Linked DNA regions of Sus scrofa: region 1 is linked to region 2. Evidence: chromatin contacts called from public Hi-C data. All regions are on one chromosome and are shown on one strand. The core of a region is the stretch at or near the end of the contact, and the rest is flanking DNA. Distances in the headings are between cores, read along the strand shown. Region 1 has its middle 13 kb from the start of MKI67. Region 2 overlaps PTPRE (receptor-type tyrosine-protein phosphatase epsilon).

Region 1 (7,005 bases), core at 1,215-3,714, 48 kb before region 2:
CACTGAAGAGCCCCTTAAAGCCTCCTCTGCTCCTGGGCAGCGTGCGTGTGATAAACCGCTAAGCAGGACAATGCTACACAGTGTTTCCCAAAGTCCTCGGACCAGGGCACCCTTTTCAAATGCAGGGTCTTTCAGGAGTCTGTGCCTCAGAACATACTTTGAGAAACAGCCCCTGGATGCACTCATGCTGTGAACCTGGAGTGTGTATTAGCCGGGGCCAAAGCCAACACGAGCAAAACGCAGTTCCTGACCTCAAGAAAGGGAGTTAATAAAATCAGGTGCCTCCCAAAAGAGGACAAGAAAAGGAAAAAGAACTTAGGCAACAAGGCCTGGGAGAGTCTGCTGGGGCTTCCGCATGAACCACCACAATGAGCCAAACAACGGAAACGTATTCTCTTTCGGCTCTAGAGGCAAGAAGTCCAAGGTCAAGGTGTCCTGAGAGCCGGTCTCTTCTGAAGCCTCTCTCCTCCGTGTAGACGGCCGTCTTCTCCCAGTGTCCTCACACGGGCTTCCCTCTGTCTGTCTGTGTCCTAATCCCCTCGTCCAGTAAGGACAGCGGTCAGGCTGCTCCCGCCCTAATAACCTCGTTTTAACTTATCTCTTGAAAGCTCTCATCTTCAGGTACGGTCACCTTCTGGGGTCCTGGGAGCCAGAACTTCCACAAAGCATTTCGAGGGGACATAATTTAGCCCATAATGGCCATTTCACATAGTTTATCTCATGTCATTCTCAAAATAACCCCCCGAAGCCAGCATTATGCTTGTTCTCTTGTGAAGTTGTCACCACAGTGATGAGAGGTGAGGAAGGAGGGTAACCCCAGTCCACGTCTCTTCAAAGCCCGACTCCTCCTTGGCCTCCAAAGCTGCTGCCGACTCAGGAAGATGCATTTCTGGGCCCAAGGAAGACTTAAACGGATACTATGCAGCATATGAGAAAAAACCAAATGTATCACGGTTGTAACATTTTAGAAATCAAGCCAGTCATTATTTCTCCTTGGAGTAAATATCCCATTACAAACTGACATTGTTAATGAAAAAATTATACTTCCAAAATTTTTAGGATGTGATTATTTTAAAACAAGTACCAAGTGAGATGTTCTGATTTTCGAGGTGCCGGCTTTACGTGCATGAAAGAGCAGGCCCCCCCGGCCCCCGCCGCCGTTCCCTGAGTCCGCCCGGGGCAGGTGGAGCCTGGGACCGGTGTGCTCCCCAGTCCTTATCTGACTTGCTGGCCTGGCCCCAGGCTCATCCCAGCGCTTCGTTTGGGTCTTTCCGTAGCACCTTTACCCACGTCACTGGGATCGTCCTCTAGATGGCGCACTATCCCCCGCTCTCCACACTCGGCTCCTCCGCGGTACGTGTCTCAGGCGTCTCATGGCATTATTAAGTCGTTTGGGTATTCTCCCCTGCAGGCTGGGTGTCTATCGCCCACAGGGACCATCATATTCTTCTTTTTAAAGCGTTGCCTGACATTCGGTAGATTACTTAATAAATGCCTAAAACACAGAATGGCTAATTAGGCAGATGTTTCCAAATGAGTAAGTTTATAATAAAAGGTTAAAGTTTTCAGATGACAAATTTTCCTTCAATTTACTACTGCTGCAATAAAAATAATTTATTCTTTAAAAGAATAATCATTTATTCGTTTGAATAAAATAATTAGCTCCACGTTTTAAATCGATCCAAAGGCTTCAGGAGACAAAGGCATCTCTCCCTCGATATTTTGGAACAGACTTGCACTTAACTGCGTTTAGAGCTTTTTAGTTGATAATGGTTTATGTCCCCACCAGTCCTATTCCAGCAGCCCTTGGTTTGGGTTTGCTTTGAGAAGGATCCGTGATTCCAGGAATCCGAGCAGAGGAGACCTTCTGGGTCCCTGAGCCCCTTCCCCGCCGGATGATACTGTGCAAGCAGCGTGTTGGCACAGGCGGTGGTGTCTACATCCCCCTGGGTCAGCACAACTCTGAAAAGTGCAGTGACCTCAGGCACAAGCGCTAGATGGAAACAGACCTGTCTTCCCTCTAAAGTCGCAGAAACGTGGCCCTACTGATCATTAGCTCCAGTGCCAGCGCCGCTGCTCTGCACCAGCGCTCACCTCCCGCCTCTCACCCCGAGGCCGGCGTTTCTACCCAAAGGGCGCAGTGGCCCTGTGTGGTCGCCAGATGGCGCTGCGCTCCCAGGTCAGGTTGCGGCCGGGTCCCCTCCGCTTCCGGGCGGGACAAACAGAAGCCGCGCGGGGGATGCTGCGGGGCTCGGATCGCTGGCGTCTCGGACCGCTGCCGCTCCGCTCCAACAGATGGTGGAAGTCCACCCTGCCTGCTGAGGGTGGCTTGATCTTTTGCTTTCAAAAAAACCCTAAAAGCTGGGTTTTTGTTTGAAATGCTAGCGATTACGGTACTTTAAAATTTGTCATAGGAACGTCTTTACGGGATGGGCGGGGCGGGGCTTGTCGCGGGGCCCATCTGGCTGCGCGGGAGGCCGGCTGGGGGCGCCGCGGGACTGAGGCTGAGAGGTGCTGGGGGGGGAGTCCAGATCCTGACCCAGAGCCCGAATTTAAGCTGGAAGCACCCTGGCGTTAAGAGATCAGGAAGGGGGTGGGTCTTCACTGGCTCCTCAGGACTTTCAAGGTTCTCCCCTGCTCCACACCCGCCAAAGAACCCTGCTTCCTGACGTCCTGACTGCTGTAATTTTTAAATGTTTTCTCTCTCATGGAAAAGTTTAAACGTCTGCAGACGCAGTATGGGTAACATAAGGAACCCCCATATACCTGTCACCCAGCTTCCCCCCAACTGATGCGTAGGAGCGCATCTCTCTGGGCTAATCTATAACTCCTAGGACCCTTCCACCCCTCTCCTCCACCGGGGTTATTGTGAAGTAAATCCCAGTCATCCTGTCCCTTCCTCTGCAAACGTGCAGCATGTCTCTTTAACAGTCAAGGACTCTTTTAACATAACAATACCATTGTCACAATAATGGTACTATCATCACACCAAGTCTCTTAATATCATCCAGTATTAGACCATCAAATAGTCACTCAGTGCTCCAACTTTCTCTAACCGCCTCACTGATCTGTGCTTAACAGTTGATTTTTTTTCCAAACCAAGTCCCAAAAGGCCCATACATTGCATTTGTTTGCTCTTGAAATGCTTTTTTAATTCAGATAAAAAATGTTCACATACCAAAACATACAGATTTCAGGCGAATGGTTCTGAGAGTTTTGGCAAATACAAACCTTTGTGTGATCCATCAATCGTCACATCATCAACGTAGGAAACGTCTCCATTGCCTCTGAAAGTTCCTTCCTGCCCCCCTTGTCATCAGTCTCCCCACCACCCAGCCCACTAGAAACCACTGGTGACTTCTATTATCATAAAGGAGTTTCGCCTGTTCTAGAAATTCACACGAATGGACATGCAATACGTACTCATCTGGGTCTAACTCCTTTCATCCAAAGAATAACGTTCTTTGAGATTCAGTCACCACGTCTTAAATACACCAAGACTCTGTTCTTTTTTTTTTCCTTTGCAGTGTTTCACCAGGTGACTATAACACAGCTTATGCTGTAACATAGCCTCTTAGGAAATACGCTGAGGATGGATATTTGCATTATTTCCAGGTTTCACATATGCTGAATAAAGCTGCTTAAGTGAGTCTTAAGCATGTGGCAACATGCTTTCATTTCTCCTGGGCAAATGCCTCGGAGGAGCGTTGCTGCATCAAGGGAAAGATGTATATTTGGCTTTGGAAGGCGCAGTCTGGGAAGTTTCCATGTGCTCTCGTATTCCCGCAGCCACATCTGAGGGTCCTGAAAACACCACGCCCTCCCCAGCATTTTCAGGTCTCTAACCTTTTCATTGTGGCCCTTCTGGTGAGCGTGGTTTTAAGTCGCACTTCCCTTCTGTGTTGGGGATGACTTCTAGTTTTCTTGGTTTTTATTTACCACGTCTATAAGGAAACTGGATTCTTTGCGTAGGACACAGTACTAAGAGACCACAATCTAGGAGGTAGGGACACTCCTAGCTCTTGGGCACGTTCAAGGTCTTTTCTGTGAATGTATCAGGAACCATGTCTTCACATCCACATCTTAAAAGAAATAATATTCCTTGAGTTCCTATTGACACGCGCATTTCAAAAGTTACTTCCCGTAATAGGGAATCCGACTCTACTTTTTGATATTTGCCTGCAGACAACTTTTAAGCCGCACCCCTTGCTGGCTGCCCCACCTCTGAGCGAGCTGATAAGAAAGGCCCCATCCACGCTCCTCCCTCCTTCAGCCGCCCCCCACAAGCCCTGCCTCCAGCTCACGTACCTGCTGGCCCAACTCCTGACCACAGTAAAACCCCAAGCCAGAGTCCCTCTCCACACTCTCAAGCCATCTCAGACCTGGCGAGAGGCCCGCCCTGCTCCCCCAGAGACCTCCGTTAGTGAATCATGAGACGTTCCCACCCTGGGTGGCGTGGGGATGGGGTGCCATCAGTCTGGGGACAAATCTCATTTGAGGCGAGGGTCCCTTCTTTACGGAACCCTTCATTCTTTGATTTCACATTTATAGCCCTCTTGTTTTCTTAGGCTGAAAAACCCTCTAGTGATGCCCACATAATTACCTCTTTGCGCCATCCCATTATCCTAAGGTCAGAATAATGATATCAATATTCCTACCAATGAAATTATTGAAACCTGCTCGATATTATTTTCCGTGTATTGATGTCCTTCGGGAATGACTACCAACGGAGGTACCGTTAAATTATTGTGTTTTAAATGACCTTAAATTATTGCTCTTTGTGTGGCTCTGTTGCTGCCTGACAGTTGCATTTGAATTTCTACTTCTAGGGTTTTCTAGATCTCTGATTCAATTGGGTTTAATATTTATATAAATCTTAATAGGATTCAAAAGTCAAGTCTATCAAAGAAGGTACAGTCAGAGAAATCTAGCTTCTCTCCTTGATTCCTCCTCCATGTTACAGCATATGTATTATACATTATATGTGTATTATACATATATATACACCATATTATATTGTTTAATTTTAATAAGATCAAATAAGCAAATATATTCATAGGCCCATTTTTTAGATGAATAAAGCATGTTATATGCAACTTCTCCCAGTTTACCATTTGCATTTGATAATATTTGGAGGCAATCACTCCTAGAAGTTTACAGAAATATTAAAATCTTTGGGCTTAGATAGGCTACTTAAAGTTATTGAATTGACTGGTGCCTTTGATACCAATCCTGTTATATACACATATTTTTTTTTCTTCTTCTTTTTCAGGGCGGCACCGGCAGCATATGTAAGTTCCCAGGTTAGGAGTTGAATTGGAGCTGCAGCTGCTGGCCTACACCACAGCCACAGCCACACCAGATCCTTAACCCATTGAGCAGGGGCAGGGATCAAACCTGAAACCTCGTGGATTCCAGTCGGGTTCGTTTCTGCTGAGCCACAATGGGCACTTCCAGTCCTGTTATATTTTTAAAACTATATTGATACAGCTATGTGGTCTTTCACTATGTTCTCTGTACTCTTTGTCTCTCTTTGTTGTGTTGTTTTGTTTTTGTCTTTTTGCCTTTTCTAGGGCCGCTCCCACAGCACATGGAGGTTCCCAGGCTAGGGGTCAAATCTGAGCTGCAGCCGGTGACCTACACCCCATGGTTCCTATTCAGATTCGTTAACCACTGTGCCATGACAGGAACTCCTATCTCTCTTGTCGGTAGGTTTTGAGATTTCAGAGTATTTGAGGTTATGGTCTAATGACCACACTTACACTAACAACTTTATTTAATATTTGGCTCTTCTTTTAAGTCCATTGGTTTCTTAATATGAGCCTTCTTGAAAATTAGCTAAGGAGTTCCCATTGTGGCGCAGTGGTTAACGAATCCGACTAGGAACCATGAAGTTGCGGGTTCGATCCCTGGCCTTGCTCATTGGGTAAAGGATCCGGCGTTGCCGTGAGCTGTGGTGTGAGTTTCAGACATGGCTCGGATCCCATGTTGCTGTGCCTCTGGCCTAGACCGGTGGCTACAGCTCCGATTGGACCCCTAGCCTGGGGATCTCCATATGCCGTGGGAGCGGCCTTAGAAAAGGCAAAAAGACCAAAAAAAAGAAAAAAGAAAGAAGGAAGGAAGGAAAGAAAGAGAGAAAGAAAGAAAGAAAGAAAGGAAGAAAGAGAGAAAGGAAGAAAGAAAGAAAGAAAGAAAGAAAGAAAGAAAGAAAGAAAATTAGCTAAAACTTCCTCTGACACAATGTTTAATTAATTTATTTATTTGTTTATTTTGTTTTTAGGGCCGCACCCCTGGCATATGGAGGTTCCCAGACCAGGGGTCCAATTGGAGCTGTAGCTCTGGCTTACACCACAGCCACAGCAACACAGGATCCGAGCTGTGTCTGTGATCCACACCATGGCCCATGGCAACACCAGATCCTTAACCCAGGGAGCGAGGCCAGGGATCAAACCCACATCTTCATGGTTCCTAGTTGGATTCGTTTCTGCTGCACCACAACGAGAACTCCCAATATTTAATTTTAAGTAATGTTCTTTGACTCCCAGTTCATACCTAGAAAGCACTCAGAGAACTTCTGTTCTTTTCCATATACTCTCTCCCCTCGACCCCACCCCCGTCACTGTTCGTTGTGTTATGTCTACATTATTGGAGCATATACCCGTTATGAAAGATATTCTTTTCCTTAAAACCAGTACTGAGCCTTAGTTCTGTACTTACCCTGACATTTTAATATTCAACACAGAGGATTTCCAAAGGTGTCTTCAGTCTTGGGTTATTCGAAGCTGGATCACCCCAAGGACGAAGAGCCACCACACCCACGTTCTTCCAGGTTCAAGACCATGTTTCTGCAGCCTCTATACTTGAAGGTTTCATTGCGGACCTGCGTCTTCCTGGTAGGCTTTCACTGTTCTCTAGGGAAATTAACCTCCTCGCCATTTCCTGTTTTGTTCTGCAAAGTGTGTGTGACATTCCACTGCAATTCATTTCTCTATTACTTGGGTGACA
Region 2 (6,598 bases), core at 1,068-3,567:
AGGAAGGCCACGTCAAGGGGAGCAAGGCGACTTCCTTCCGAGGCTGTGAGGACCCGGCCCTGGTGTCCATGGCCGTTGGGGGTGGGGGGTTCTGGTCTGCAGAGCCGTGTCTGCGACTCAGAGCCGCTGGTGGGTTTGGGTTCCGAGCCGAGTCTGTGACCTACACCACGGCTCACGCAATGCTGGATCCGTAACCCACTGAGTGAGGCCAGGGATCAAACTCCCATCCTCAGAGATCCTAATCGGGTTCATTACCCCTGGGCCACAACAGGAAACTCTAAGATTGGAGGATTTCAATAAAGACAGAGACGCAGGCCGGAAGTCAAAGTAAAGATTTACCTTTGCATCAGAATGTCTCGGATCTTGCGATTTGCATATACAAAGAATTCAGCAACATTCACTGGTGTTATCATCAGAGCAAGATCAAATGACAAACGGAATAAAAGAAAAAAAATGATAGCTGAAACTGGAGTACATACATATATTATAAAGATTGCACATCGATTAAACACAACTTAGTGAAACACAACAGAAGTATCAGTATCTTAAAAAATTAATAACATGGGCATGTCTCCAGATGCTGAAACAGAGGTGTCAGGCTCGTTTTAAAAAGTTTTTAAAAACACATAAAAATACCTTTTAAAACACTGGTTTGCAGTCTTCATTCACGGAGCACATGGAGAGAAAGACTTAAGTGGGTCACACAGTGACCGAGAAAGCAAGGTGATCAGAACGCTTGTCTTCCAATCGCTGTTTGGCCTTTGACCGCAGCCGCAGGCAACAGAGACAGACGTCAGAGCCAAGAGGACGCTGCCGGCACCCCTGCCTTATGTATAAAGCGCTTTCTTTGACTGAAGGGGAAGAAGAGTCGACTTTCCAGGCAAGACAAACGGGATTCCCGGGCTGCCCCCCCGAGGCCGTCTGAACTGGGCGCGGGGGTGGGTGGGGAGCCCGCAGCAGAGGCCGGGAGGCTGTGCTTCCTGGGCGCCCTGTGGCGGCAGGTGCTGCCCCAACAGCAGGTGGGGGTCCTGCCTCCAAGGGACAGGGAGAGTGGCTTCTGCTCGTTTTCAGAGCCACAGGGCAGATCTGCAGCAGACTCGGGGAGAGGGGCGGGGGTGGGATCGTGGCCCAGGGGCAGAACAACACGCAGAGGTGACTCTTTGCCGAGGGCTTCCCTTGGGCAGGTCGACGTTCATCCCAAGACAAGAGACCCCAGTTCGACCATGAAAGGGCCTGGGGGATTCTGACTGAAACCCCATGTGTGGATGCAAATCCAGGCCCCGTGACTCTATCAACCCTCCGTCACCTTCACCACCATCCAAGGCTGTTTCCAGGCTTCAGGGCTGAGTCTTCTCGTTTCCCCTTGAGTCAAAGAAGGGCTGTGAGCTTGGGATTTTAACAATGAAAACAAGGGGGACCGCCTGGCACAGCTTACAAAGCTCCCTCGTTTTCCTCTTGGACCCCCAAATGCGTACTCATTGTCCCCAAAGGGAGAGGGGCCCCTTCAGCTGTGTGTGTAGCCAGGCCTGAGCTGCTGGTGGCCCACAGCCCTCACTGAGTTGTGCTTTTGTTTGTTCAGCTGGCTGCCTCCTCCGGCCCTTGGACGGGGCTCAGGGGAGCTGCAGAAGCTTGATTACCTGCGGGCTGTTGTTATTAGGACATAACCCATCCAGGGTCACACGTGTGTGGACAAGAGATGGACACAGGATAAATGGGCCAATGGGAAGAAGGAGCAATCGGTTACCAGTGGAAACACCAGGTAAGGCCTTTAAATTCACATCTCTTTTAAAAAGCAGAAAGAGTACCCCCAAAATGCACATGTTAAATGCGTTCAGAAAGGTAGACCAGATGTCCTTTTTAATATTGTGCTCATCTCCCAGGCACCAAATGGCCATAGATGGGTGACTGTCATTAAATTAAACCTTTCTACATCCCCCCACCTTTTTTTGCCCCATAGGCCCATCCTGTCTGGCAGTGGGACCCTTATTATCCAGTGTCAGAGGTCTCAGTAGTAACCATTCAAAAATAAGTTAGCCTTTAGGTTAAGGAGTTCTCTTACTTTTTCTTTTATTAAATATTGAGGAAGGGGGCTTAAAAAAAACTGTATAAATCTAGATTTTAAGATTTCTTTTCTTACAAACAGTCTCAACTTTTACAAGAGCTTTTTAAAGACCAAAATGCTTCTCCGAAAGTTTCAAGCAGAATGGCTTGTGGTGGCTTTGACAGTTTCTACCAGGCGGGAGCGCCCTGCGCCCTGCACGCCAGAGCCTGGGCTCTCTGTGACCTTGCAGAGTGGGAAGTGGTTTTTTCGGCTGTGTCTCGAGGCAGAGCTCATGACCAGCACGGCAGCTGGGGCGGAAGGGGAGGGGACCGAGAGGGGACTCTCAGAGTGTCATCTGAGCCAAACACCCCGACAGATGGGCAGCAAGCCGGGCCGTGGGAGTGAAGCTCTGAGAGCTGCTGTGGCGGGACCCAAGGCCACGGGTGAACCGAACCACGGGCCTTTGCAGCTCTTCTTGTCTAGCCCAGAGGGCAGGACGCAGCCTTGAATAAATGCCTTTTTAAGCATGAATAGAGCCACTGACTACGCCAGGGTGTGTAAGACCTGGACTCAGGCTGTAAGTCTTCTTTGATCTTTAAAATGTGAAGATAAATGCGAGTTGAGACCAAGACTACAAAATTCCCTTTTTACACCGCGTCTTCCCAGTTTGCCTTAGAAAAACTGCTGCTGCTCAGGGCTGTAAAATCAGTGTCAGGAAAGTGAATTTCCCACCGATTTCTGAGTTTCTGACTGTTTTCTAATGAAGTTGTGGTTAGTATCTTGCATAAATAAGCACACTTGGCATATTAAGATTTTTAACACTTCAGAGGTGCTGAATGTGTGAAATGAAATGATAGGAATCTAATGAAAAATTAAAATGCTTAATGAGATTAGCACTAATATATATATTTATGGGGGATTATTTGACCTTAATACATTATTCCAGTCTTCAAAAGGGGTCTTCAAGATTGAATAACTTTATAGCAGGTGGCCTTTAAGGTATAACAAAATATATACAAAGAAATTAAGAAGGATATTAATGTCAACTATGAAATAAATTAACATGATTTTTACAAAATATACTGACCATTAAATTAAAAAATATTTTAAGGCAGGACTTTTCATTTGAAATTAGCATAATCAGAAAATATATCAATAAAATCCTGTACCACTTTGTAGCAGAATTCATACTGTTCCTGAAAAAGAAAACCAAAAACACAGTAAATAAAATTTTAAAATATATTTGGTTAATTTCGTTAGGAGTCACGTTAAAGGGAAGCCATAAAAAATTCCGACAGTTATTAAAATACTATATATACCCAAAGCACATCAGCTTTTTTTTTTTTTTTTTTTTTAATGAGAAGGGGAGGAGACAGCGAACCCCACTCTTTTTTTTTTTTTTTCATCTTTTTGCCTCTTCTAGGGCCTCTTCCTGCGGCCTATGGAGGTTCCCAGGCCAGGAGTCCAATTGGAGCTACAGCCACCGGCCTACGCCACAGCCACAGCCACGCGGGATCCAAGCCGCGTCTGCAACCTACACCACAGCTCACGGCAACGCCGGATCCCTAACCCACTGAGCAAGGCCAGGGATGGAACCCACAACCTCACGGTTCCTAGTCGGATTCGTTAACCACTGCACCACAACGGGAACTCGCACACATCAGCTTCTATTACTTAATTTAGTTGTTAGGCACATGACTATGTCCAAATAAAGCTGGTTTTCTACATAGAAAATGTGAATGTTTAGCTTCGACTTGGTGTATTCTGGACAGTCTGAATGAAAGATGTTTAGTTTCATATTTAAACTAAAAAAATTACTTTCTAACAGAAACAAGGACCATACTTAATTAACATCAAATTTTGTAATGTAATGACAAGCAATGAGTTAAACAAGATGGAAACATCGGTTATTTTTAAGCCTAAGTTTGCCCTGTAGAAAGGCACTGATGTATATAAGTTTTAGTAGAGTTCAAAAGAATAATGCCTTGGGAGTTCCCAGTGTGGCTCAGCGGTAATGAACCTGATTCGCATCCATGAAGACAAGGATTCAATCCCTGACCTGGATCAGTGGGTTAAAGATCTGGTGTCGAGGTGAGCTGTGGCGTAGGTCACAGACGCTGCTTGGATCCTGTGTGGCTGTGGTGTAGGCCGGCAGCTGTAGTTCCGATTCGACCCCTACCCTGGGAACTTCCATATGCCACACATGTGGCCCTAAAGAGCAAACAAACAAACAACAACAACAACAAAGGAATAATAATGCCTGGAATCTGTATAAGGCTCTTGACGTATCAGAATACTTGGACATCTTCTGACTCTTGGCTCCCCAGCAGCCCTTGAGGAGGTGACACTAGACGGGTGGTGGGCCCACGGGGGGCTGGGAGCCGGGGTGCAGGGCATCACCAATGACAGGCACCCGGAGGAAGAAATGAAAGAGACGGAGGAAGAGGCAAGCCGGGGGCTTTCTCAGGGAGCCTGCTGCGCGTCTCAGAGAACCATGTGCACAGCGGTCAGCAGGCAGGGCATGGACCCCGAAGGCTGGAGGTTGACAGAGGGCAGCGAACCTAAAAGGGCCCGGGTCCTCGCAGACCCGGTCACTTGCTGCCCGGTGGACCTGGGAGCGGGGGAGCAGGGGCAGGCCGGCTCCCAGCCCTCCCTTCTTCCTTCCCAGCGCCTCGCGTTCAGCCTCTTCTCTAAATTCCCCTCGACAGGTTTGGGGGCTGCAAGAGGCCAAATATTAGCCCGTCTGACCCTTCCGGAACCTCCATCCAGCCAGCTTGGGAAAGAGCTGGCTTTCCAGGGACAGAAAAGCCGGCGCAGAAAACTCTTGTTCTGAGACTGCAGGCAAAGTGTGGGGACCTTACGTCTCCCTTCCAGCTCCTGAGTTTCCCACTGACCACCCAGCTCTCGAAGGAGGAGGGAAGTGTCTGAGTCAGGATGCCGGGGCGGGGGCGGCGGCGGGGGGGGGGGGTGCCCTAAAGGAGGAGCCTTGGGGAAAACGACCGGGTAGAACAGCCTTTGACACTGAACTTGCTATTGCAGGACCACCCCCACATTTGGGGAGGAGGCATCTTTGCTGAAACCAGAAAGTGTGTGTTTTCATCACCGGACGAAAGCGAATGTGTGGGGGCAACTGAGCTCCCGATTCTCTAAGCCCCCCAGGCAGGGTCTGGAGATCTAGGGAGACCCCCCACCCCCGCCAAGGAAAAGAGCCCAAAGGAACTGCGGATGGAGGTTTAGACGGATCAGGACTATAAACATCAGCGTGCCTTTTCACGCGGGTACATTTGTTTCTGCTTTTGCTTTTTAGGGTCGCACCCGAGGCAGATGGAGGTTCCCAGGCTAGGGGTCGAATCGGAGCTGTAGCTGCTGGTCAACACCGCAGCCACAGCAACACAGGATCCCAGCCATGTCTGTGACCTACACCACAGCCTGGGGCAACGCCAGATCCTTAACCCACTGAGCAAGGCCAGGAATCAGAACCCGCACCCTCACAGACACGACGTTGGGTTCATTAACCCACTGAGCCACAGCGGGAACTCTGAACCCGGTACATTTTTACATGGACACGGGGACCTGGTAGAACGGTTCACTTTGACACAGCAGTTGGCATCATCTGTGCCTCGTCTAAAGGATCTTGTCATCCAGCTTGTGGTGGCTGTGTCCCCCCTCACATGACCTGCCAGCCAGAGGCCAGGAAGAAAGGGCGTCTCTACAGCTAAACTGCGCCCTGGCCGCAAGTTTTAGTTCTTCTTCTGGGAAACTTGACCTCCCCTCCTCCCCCCTGCCACATACTTAAGCGCCTTCCAGGAAACATACAGCAAATTCGGCCAAGAAAATTCTCGACTCCTCTGGAAGCGGTTTCTTACCAGGGTTTGCACCATGTGTGGCCTTTGAAGTCGTAAACTCTTCACAGCTTGGAATACATCTAAAAGGCCCTCAGCTTTGACCCGTTCCAGAATGTTGCTGAGCGCTATGAAAGTCCCGGTTCGCCCGGCTCCGGCACTGCGGGGAGAACACTCGGAATGATACCCGGGCTCGCCCGCCCCGGGGGACACCCCGCCTCCGCCGTGCCCTGCACGGCAGTACTGACGCAACTGTCACTGATCCGAGCTTGCGTGTCTTTTTTTTTTTGTTGTTTTTTAGGGCCGCACCTGCGGCATATGGAGGTTCCCAGGCTAGGGATCGAATCGGAGCTGCAGCTGCCAGCCTACACCACAGTCACAGCCACAGCAACACTGGACTAAGCCTACACCAAAGCTCACGGCAACGCCGGATCCTTAACCCACTGCGTGAGGCCAGGGATCGAACCTGCATCCTCTTGGATGCTAGTCAGATTTGTTTCCGCTGAACCATGATGGGAACTCCGGAGCTTGGATTTTTAATGATCACTTATATGTAGCTTAGCTTTGGATCAAGAGTCAGCAAACATAAACTTCCTAGAGCACATGCTCACTTACGACAGATACCTCGTGTGTGGGATCAGCCCCAGGTACAGGTTTTTACCCTGGTGGAACCATTTCCCTGCTTCGTTGGTAACTGGACCCTACAGAGGCGGGC

What was found. Hi-C and Micro-C count contacts between places; a contact is called where the count stands out from the background.
Region 1: a contact with region 2 is called in a Hi-C map of fetal liver, with 2.2 times the contacts expected there. The contact joins two enhancer-like sites. A contact is called at or near these places in 2 of 5 promoter capture datasets (fetal liver and liver), 13 of 47 Hi-C or Micro-C datasets (alveolar macrophages, blood, embryonic fibroblasts and 7 more) and 1 of 2 datasets of contacts at active chromatin or transcription factors (alveolar macrophages).

What each region holds. Positions count from the first base shown.
Region 1 is chr14:137,305,315-137,312,319 of Sscrofa11.1, reverse strand. No RefSeq gene overlaps it. Among named protein-coding and RNA genes, the nearest start is that of MKI67, 13 kb to the right of the region's middle. Within about 2 kb of position 2,464, at least 10 of the 83 cell types and tissues checked have an H3K27ac peak or open chromatin away from gene starts, as enhancers often do. A contact at or near this core is called in fetal liver and retroperitoneal adipose tissue, where this site is marked.
Region 2 is chr14:137,257,965-137,264,562 of Sscrofa11.1, reverse strand. It overlaps PTPRE (receptor-type tyrosine-protein phosphatase epsilon), which reads right to left. Exons shown (of 22, transcript XM_021073749.1): 21 at 5,908-6,043; 22 at 318-3,237. The coding sequence ends at 3,163. Among named protein-coding and RNA genes, the nearest start is that of MKI67, 35 kb to the left of the region's middle. Within about 2 kb of position 2,317, at least 23 of the 83 cell types and tissues checked have an H3K27ac peak or open chromatin away from gene starts, as enhancers often do. A contact at or near this core is called in fetal liver and retroperitoneal adipose tissue, where this site is marked.